Regions from separate parts of the Mus musculus genome. Here region 1 is linked to region 2. The links are chromatin contacts, called in public promoter capture Hi-C maps. All regions are on one chromosome and are shown on one strand. The core of a region is the stretch at or near the end of the contact, and the rest is flanking DNA. Distances in the headings are between cores, read along the strand shown. Region 1 holds the start of Wee2 (WEE1 homolog 2 (S. pombe)). Region 2 has its middle 29 kb from the start of Mrps33.

Region 1 (3,344 bases), core at 86-2,585, 660 kb after region 2:
TTGCAGTTCCATGAGATCTGATGCCCTCTTTTGACCTTCATGGGCACCACACATGTGAACATGTTACATATGCATACATGAAGGCAAAGCACTCATGCGAACAAAATAAAATAAATCTTAAAAAGAAAAATGTAAAAAAAAAATATTACTGAGAAGTCAGACTTTCCAGTGGTTTCCAGTGGAATAGTCTCATTAAATATAGGCTATTCTAAATAACAATTTGTGTTTTCTTAGTGACAGGCTTAATTCAATTTTAAATAAAGTGGTAGAATTTGTGTTGAGGTATTTTTTACAATTCTCTCTCTTGACTGAGGGACCTCCAGTCTATATGACCTTCCCTGGAGTGATATGGTCTCAACTTCTCTCACCTTCCAGGTTGTAACTCTATACCTTTACAAAAGAGGAGGCTACCTCCGGTGGTGAAAACAGGTATCACGCCTTACAAAATCATTTTGTCCCGCCTGGCAGATCTTCCTGCTTCTGCTTCTCCCATCAGTGTTCCTGAGGCCCTGAACCAGAGTGGATTCTCCTTATCACTTGGGAGTATGTTTACAAGAGACAACCCCCACCCCCACCCCCACCCCCACCCCCACCCCCACCCCCACCCCCACCCCCAAGCAAGAGACTTAGGGATATGAATGCAAGGCAAGGACAGAATCCTTGCTACACATCTTACTTTTGTGATCTTTGGTTATTTTTCTGGGCAGCAACACAGTTTTGTTTTTGTTTTTATTTTGTCATTATTTTGTTTTGTTTTTCAAAGTGAAATATTTGACTATTTTTAAACAGAACCGAGATATACTATTCTCCCAAATCTATCCAAAAACAGTGGACAGAACATCTACTGTGTGTCAGGTGTTAAGGGAAAGGCCCCCTTTTGCTCCTACTGATAGACCCCATTAACAAATTACCCTGATTATTAAGGGATGTGTGGAATGGATGCGATGAAGCAGAGCTGGACTGCTCCAGAGCACGAGAAGGCAAAGAATGGAGAGCAAAGTATAACTGACCCTGGAAGTGGTGAGGCCCCAGGCAGAGGCAAGACGCGAAACTCTAGGGCGCTCCTTGGGTCACGGGGAATCAGCGGCTGTTCAGTTCTCATGGATTTCAACCCCAGAATAACATGGAACTGACAAGTGGTGAAGAGTGTAGAGTTAGAGTCTAATAGAATTGCCATTGGCAACACAAGATCTCGACCCAGTTCCCTCCCCAGGCAAACAATTTAGCCATAAGTCACTTATTATATTTGTAATTAAGAAGTCTAACAGGGAGAGAGGAAAGGCGGCGCACAGTGGTAAGCAATGATCATCTGATTTACCTGGGAAGCACCCACCCAATCAGCGCTAGCTAAGCCCGCCTCCAGGTCCAGGATACACTTGGTGTTTTATGTCAGGCTCTATTCTGTTGGGAGCAAGGCCAACAACCGGCTGGCCCAGAGAAGAAGTGGCAAGTGATGTGACGCGAGGAAGGGAGAACTGACCTACTCGGAGGCGGTGGGGAAAGGATCAGATCACCTGGTTCACTGGCTTGTAACCAAGAACCTGCTCCTGGGCTCAGAATTTCAGCTGATGGTGACTTCTCTGTTGGTAACCTGTGCCTTCCTTTCCCTTGGATGGTTTTTTATGGCCACCCGTGGAACGCTGAGCCTCTGATAAAGGTGGGCACTGAGTCTTCACATTCGGAGAGGGCTATCCCACCCACTGCCTGTTCAAGTACCTGGGACAGTGTGAGGGGGTGGGGCTGAGGAAGACAAAGGAAAGGTCATTAGTGGGCCACCCGCCAAAGCGCTGCCTCAGGAGGAAGCCTTTAGCCGAGGGTAGGATTTCTCACTCCTCGGTTTTCATGTAGGTTGCTCTCTCCATGAGTTCCTGCTAGAGATGGGAAGAAGTGGGAACAGCTGTGAAGGGACCAGTGGGGAGAGGGAGAATGGAAGAGGAAGGGGAAGCCGTTGTAAATCTGAGACTCAGTAAGCTTGCTGCTGCTAGCTGAGAGGTAGGTGTGCCATGACGGAGGACAGATTGTGCCTAAGTACCGCAGATGTGAAAGGGTAGAAAATCATTTCCTGCTGATAATGAACTTGCTTCCCAATTGGCTAATGGACACTTTTCGTAAATGAAAGGAAGCCAACCATCTTATTAGTGTGTCACCAGCGATTGGCCACTGGGAGACTCTGTGGGACATCAGGAGAGTTCTTAGAGGGCCTGGATATAATTGCTTGGAGAGTTGCTGGAGATTTCCCTAATCAGAATGGAAATAAGGATATGCTGAGGCCTTAGAAGTGTGGTGCTTAAGGGGAAAAAAAAATCCACAGCCTGTCTCACAGCTGTTGGTGGGTAGAGGGGAGGGCAAGCAGACGTTGTGCAACAGGTTGGGTTTTTTTTTTTTTTCTTCTCCTTACCTCTGTAGATTTATAGTGTTTTCCACTCCGAGACCTCCTTGTCTGCACTGAGATGGCCGACACAGAGACTGACCAGGGACTGAACAAGAAATTAAGCTTCTCCTTTTGTGAAGAAGACACTGAGAGTGAAGGGCAGATGACTGCACAAGACATCGGAGGGGCCCAGAGCCAAAAGCCTGGGAGGGAAGAAAGTGAGGAGTTGGAGGGTCCCGTGCCTCCTACCAGAGATGAACTTCATACTTCTCTGAGCAGAGACAAGGAAAGTCCAGGTCCTGATCTTTGGAAATCAGTTTCAGGCCCTCCCAAATGCCCAGAGACACCAGTATTACACAGCAAGAGCAAGCTGCCAGTCCCTACCAACTTCTCCACTCCCAAAGTGAGTAAGCCCTGGAGAGGAGGGACCAGGTCTCTGTTCTCCTAAGGGTCAGCTGATGGGAGAAGAGGGTTTTGTCATTTACATATATGCAATGAACTTGCCTTACAGGCTAGATATATCTTCAATTCCCTATTTGTTAGTGGAAATGAAGGCTAGTTTAAAGTCACGATGAAACAGAATGAAGTGTCTACCTGCTTGTTTCCCTCAGCCAGTAACTATTTGGTATTGGCGGCACATATATCTTAGTTGAAAAGATCTTAAAGTATATTGGAACTTCAAGAAATGCAGAGGTCCAGACATCCTGTGTACTTTGCTTATAAGAAAACCAATTCCCATGAGTCTGACCTCAGCCACTGTTAGGGAAAAGACCAGATAACTTATCATTTTTATTCGGTCTACTTTCCTTTCCATTATGCTAGGTGGCTGTGTTTCTGGGTAATTGTTTACTAATATTTTCTAATAGAGGAATGTTCATGATCACCATCAGCACACACTCATATCTGCTGTTGCTGTTCTCCCCAGCACAGAGTCCCCTCTGCTTTTGGCCAAGTGCAGTACTGGCACCTCTTA
Region 2 (3,428 bases), core at 61-2,560:
GGGCCAATACTCTGCTGTTGAACTGCGGCCACAGCCCTTTTGCTCCATATCTGCCCCCACCTTATTTGGAGACAAAAATTTTGCTCTGCAGGCAACACTTGAACTCATAATCTCCCTGCTTTCCCACCATGAGCTGCCATCCATGCCTGGCTGTTTTGTTTGTTTGACTTTTGTTTGTGTTTGTTTCAATTACTTAAAAAAATGGTGTTGGGGTTGGAACTTAGGGTCTTCTGCATACTAAAAACATGCTCTACCACTGAACTATACTATACCTTCAGTTCCTTTTTGTGTTTTTAAAGAATTATTTTTTTATGTCTAGGAATATTTCACCTGCATGTTTATGTGTGCCTAGAACCCCATAGAAGTCAGATGAGGGCTTTGGATCCCCTGGAACTGAAGTTATAGATGATAGTGAGCCAATACGTGGGTGCTGGGAATCAAACATGCCCTTCAGAAGAACAGCCAGTGCTTTCAAGCTGGACCAACTGTCCAACTTGCACATATACATATGTATATACACACACATACATATACACATACATATATGTACACACACACATATATATGTATGTGTGTGTGTGTGTGTGTGTTTGTTTTTTGTTTTTCATTTTTGAGACAGGGTTTCTCTGTGTATCCCTGGAACTTGTTATTTAGATCAGGCTGGCCTTGAATTCAGAGATCTGCCTCCTGAGCTAGGATTAAAAGTATGGGCTACCATGCCTGGTTACTTTTGTATATCTAAAAAGTTTATGTGTACGATCATTTTGTGTGTCTAGACCCATGGAAGCCAGAAAAGGGCTCCAGACTTGAGTCACAGATGCTTGTGAGCGACGTCTGGACAGGAACTGGATCTGGGTTCTCTGCAAGGGCAGTGAGTGCTGTGCCCACCAGCTCCCTTTTACAAACCTATTTTTAACTTCAGAACATTATCTCCACTTGATAAGATTCAATAAAGCCTTCTATTTTTCTTTTCTTTCTTTCTTTTTTGGTATGTGTATATTTAACTTTTGTTTTTAAAATGAAATCGTATAGACAGGGTCTCGCGTTGTATGCGTGCAGCTCAGGCCGGACTTGTGGCTTGGTGATCTTCCTGCCTTAGTCTCCGGAGTGCGGGAGTTAGAGGCAGCTGGCTGGGGAACCTGCAGCCACACAGACTTATCTCTTCCTGGGTCTGGAAGGCAAAGGTAAAGATTCTTGTCGTTAAAACTGCTGCCTGTTAGGAACCAGTTGGACTGCAAATCTCAGCAGGAGCGCTTTGAGCGGCTGTCTGCTGACAGCAGGATGAGCTGCCGGTCACAGAAAGCCAGGGGGGAGGGGGTGGGGTGTTACTGGGAAATTCTCCTCCCCGGACAAATGACCTTTCACCCCCTAGTTCTCTGTGCTCCTTTTCTTCCTCTTGGTTTTCTTTCTGAGCTTCTAGAGGAGACTAAGATATCCGTGGATTTAAGGACTGATGGTATATGACTGCTTGGTGTTTGTTGTAAAAGGTTCTGTCGCTCCTTTTGCAGGGAAACCAACAGAAACTAAAGTACAATAAAGCACAAGAGGCCTGAGTACGTAACTCAGTGGTAGAGGTCCTGGCTTTGACGCACGCGCCCCCTCCCCCTCCCCATCCCCCAAACACACACACCAACCACACAGAGACAGGGAGACACTGGGTAAACACACATCGGGTGTGAGGCCAGAGGAGCTAAACTGTAGGGGAGATCTGCCTGGGAATGAATGCCTTTCCTGTAATAACCAGAAACAGCTCCTTCGGAGGAAACTGTGAGCCCCAGGGTACAGAACGAGAGTCAGCTAGCCGGGAAGCAGACACAGTGGGCTGGCTTGCTTTTTTGCTTTTGCTTTTGTTTTTTGTTTGTGTGTGAGTGTTTTTTTTTTTTTTAGGCCAATTTAAATTATTTAAGTATTTTTGTTGGCGATGCGTTCATTTGCTTTTCAGTTCCACTTATGATATGCCTTCATAATCATCCACTCTTAGAAGAAGCCTAAATGACTGGTTCAGCAGCTCCCAGCAAAACCTCGCTCTGGAACCTATGTGAAACGCAGGCGTCATGACTAAGAGGAACTACTCTTAGTCATGTTTGTTAAGAACTGGCTTTGTGAGCCCGGCCTTAGGAAGTGACCACAGATTTCACAAGTCCACACATGTGCCTGTTAGAGCATGTTTGTTAAGAGTCCTATGTAACTCCGGTTTGATTTGTACCTGAAGGGACCGAGGGTAAAATACTTAGCCGCTGGCACGCCAGACTGGTCAACAGCCTCGGCGTGGGGTTTTAGCTACTTCTCTAAGGCTGTTTTCCAGCTTGGATTTTTAAAGTCTGCAGTTGCAAGCGGCCTACCAGACATAGCATTTCTTGCCTCCTTTTTTTTTCATACGAGATAACATTTCAAGGCGGTAGAGGCGAGGCAGCCCTGAAATTCCTAGAAGATTAGGAATGTGGGGGAGATAGCATCAGTGTGACTTGGAAGTTTCTCACTTTTCCAGCCTGGGTCAGGGGACTATAGACTTTACCCCCCAGATAGCCACTAGCAGAGTGGTCAGGACCTCCTGTGTTTACATTGGCCTACGGTAGCCTCATCCTCCATCTTCAAGCCTGCCAACAGTCAGACTTGATCTAACTGGGGTGGCCTCCAGTTAAGCTTTGATTTCAGGGTGTAATTTAAGGTGTGTAGCTCCTAGGCGCTGATGAAAAGCTGTGTGCTGGTGAGCGAGCCTTGGACACTGTTGGCCAAACCATGAAGATTAGAACAAGCTTTTATTTTATTTTATTTTATTTTGGGAAATATATATCATATCCAGTTCGGTTCAGAAATGTACTTACATATTAGTACACTTCAAAATAGAAAAAGAAATACTATATATAGGCTGGGCAGGTCTGAAACTTGCTACATAGACCAAACTAGCTGGGAACTTACACAGAGCTGTCTGTCCCTGCGTCCTGAGTGCCTGGCTATACTGTCCTTTTCTTTTTGGGAGTTCTGGGGACCAAAGCTAGGACTTCTCACCTGCTAGGTGATGTGAGCCATCCCCGTGTTCTGGAACACCCTTTGTAAGGGAAATTTTTTTGCTGGACAGATTACTATGACTGGGACAGTACTGCCACCTGGTGGAAAGTACCCTAATTACAGGAAAATATATAAGCTGAGTGAAGTAAAAAACAAAAATGACAACAAAGGTTAAGTTTTAAGTGAAATTTACACTTAATAAGGAAATCGCTAAATATATAGATTAGAGATCTACTAATTAAAAATCAGTATCTTTGGGTTGGTGAGATGGCTCAGCGGCTAAGATCACTGACCGTTCTTCTGGAGGTCATGAGTTCAAATACCAGCAACCACATTGTGGCTCACAACTATCTATAATGAGAAACAAATTAAAAACAAAAACCAAAAAACCTATGGGCTGGAGAGAGCCAGGCTGGAGC

What was found. Promoter capture Hi-C pulls out the DNA fragments that hold promoters and counts their contacts.
Region 1: a contact with region 2 is called in a promoter capture Hi-C map of embryonic stem cells, with 3 times the contacts expected there. The contact joins the promoter of Wee2 here to the enhancer-like site in region 2. A contact is called at or near these places in 3 of 39 promoter capture datasets (the 3T3-L1 cell line, cranial neural crest and embryonic stem cells), 2 of 115 datasets of contacts at active chromatin or transcription factors (embryonic hindbrain and embryonic stem cells) and 2 of 9 other capture datasets (embryonic stem cells and pancreatic islet).

Annotation. Positions count from the first base shown.
Region 1 is chr6:40,441,528-40,444,871 of GRCm38.p6, forward strand. It overlaps Wee2 (WEE1 homolog 2 (S. pombe)), which reads left to right and starts at 1,336. Exons shown (of 12, transcript NM_201370.2): 1 at 1,336-1,657; 2 at 2,407-2,774. The coding sequence starts at 2,451.
Region 2 is chr6:39,779,796-39,783,223 of GRCm38.p6, forward strand. No RefSeq gene overlaps it. Among named protein-coding and RNA genes, the nearest start is that of Mrps33, 29 kb to the right of the region's middle. Within about 2 kb of position 1,311, at least 194 of the 459 cell types and tissues checked have an H3K27ac peak or open chromatin away from gene starts, as enhancers often do. A contact at or near this core is called in embryonic stem cells and pancreatic islet, where this site is marked.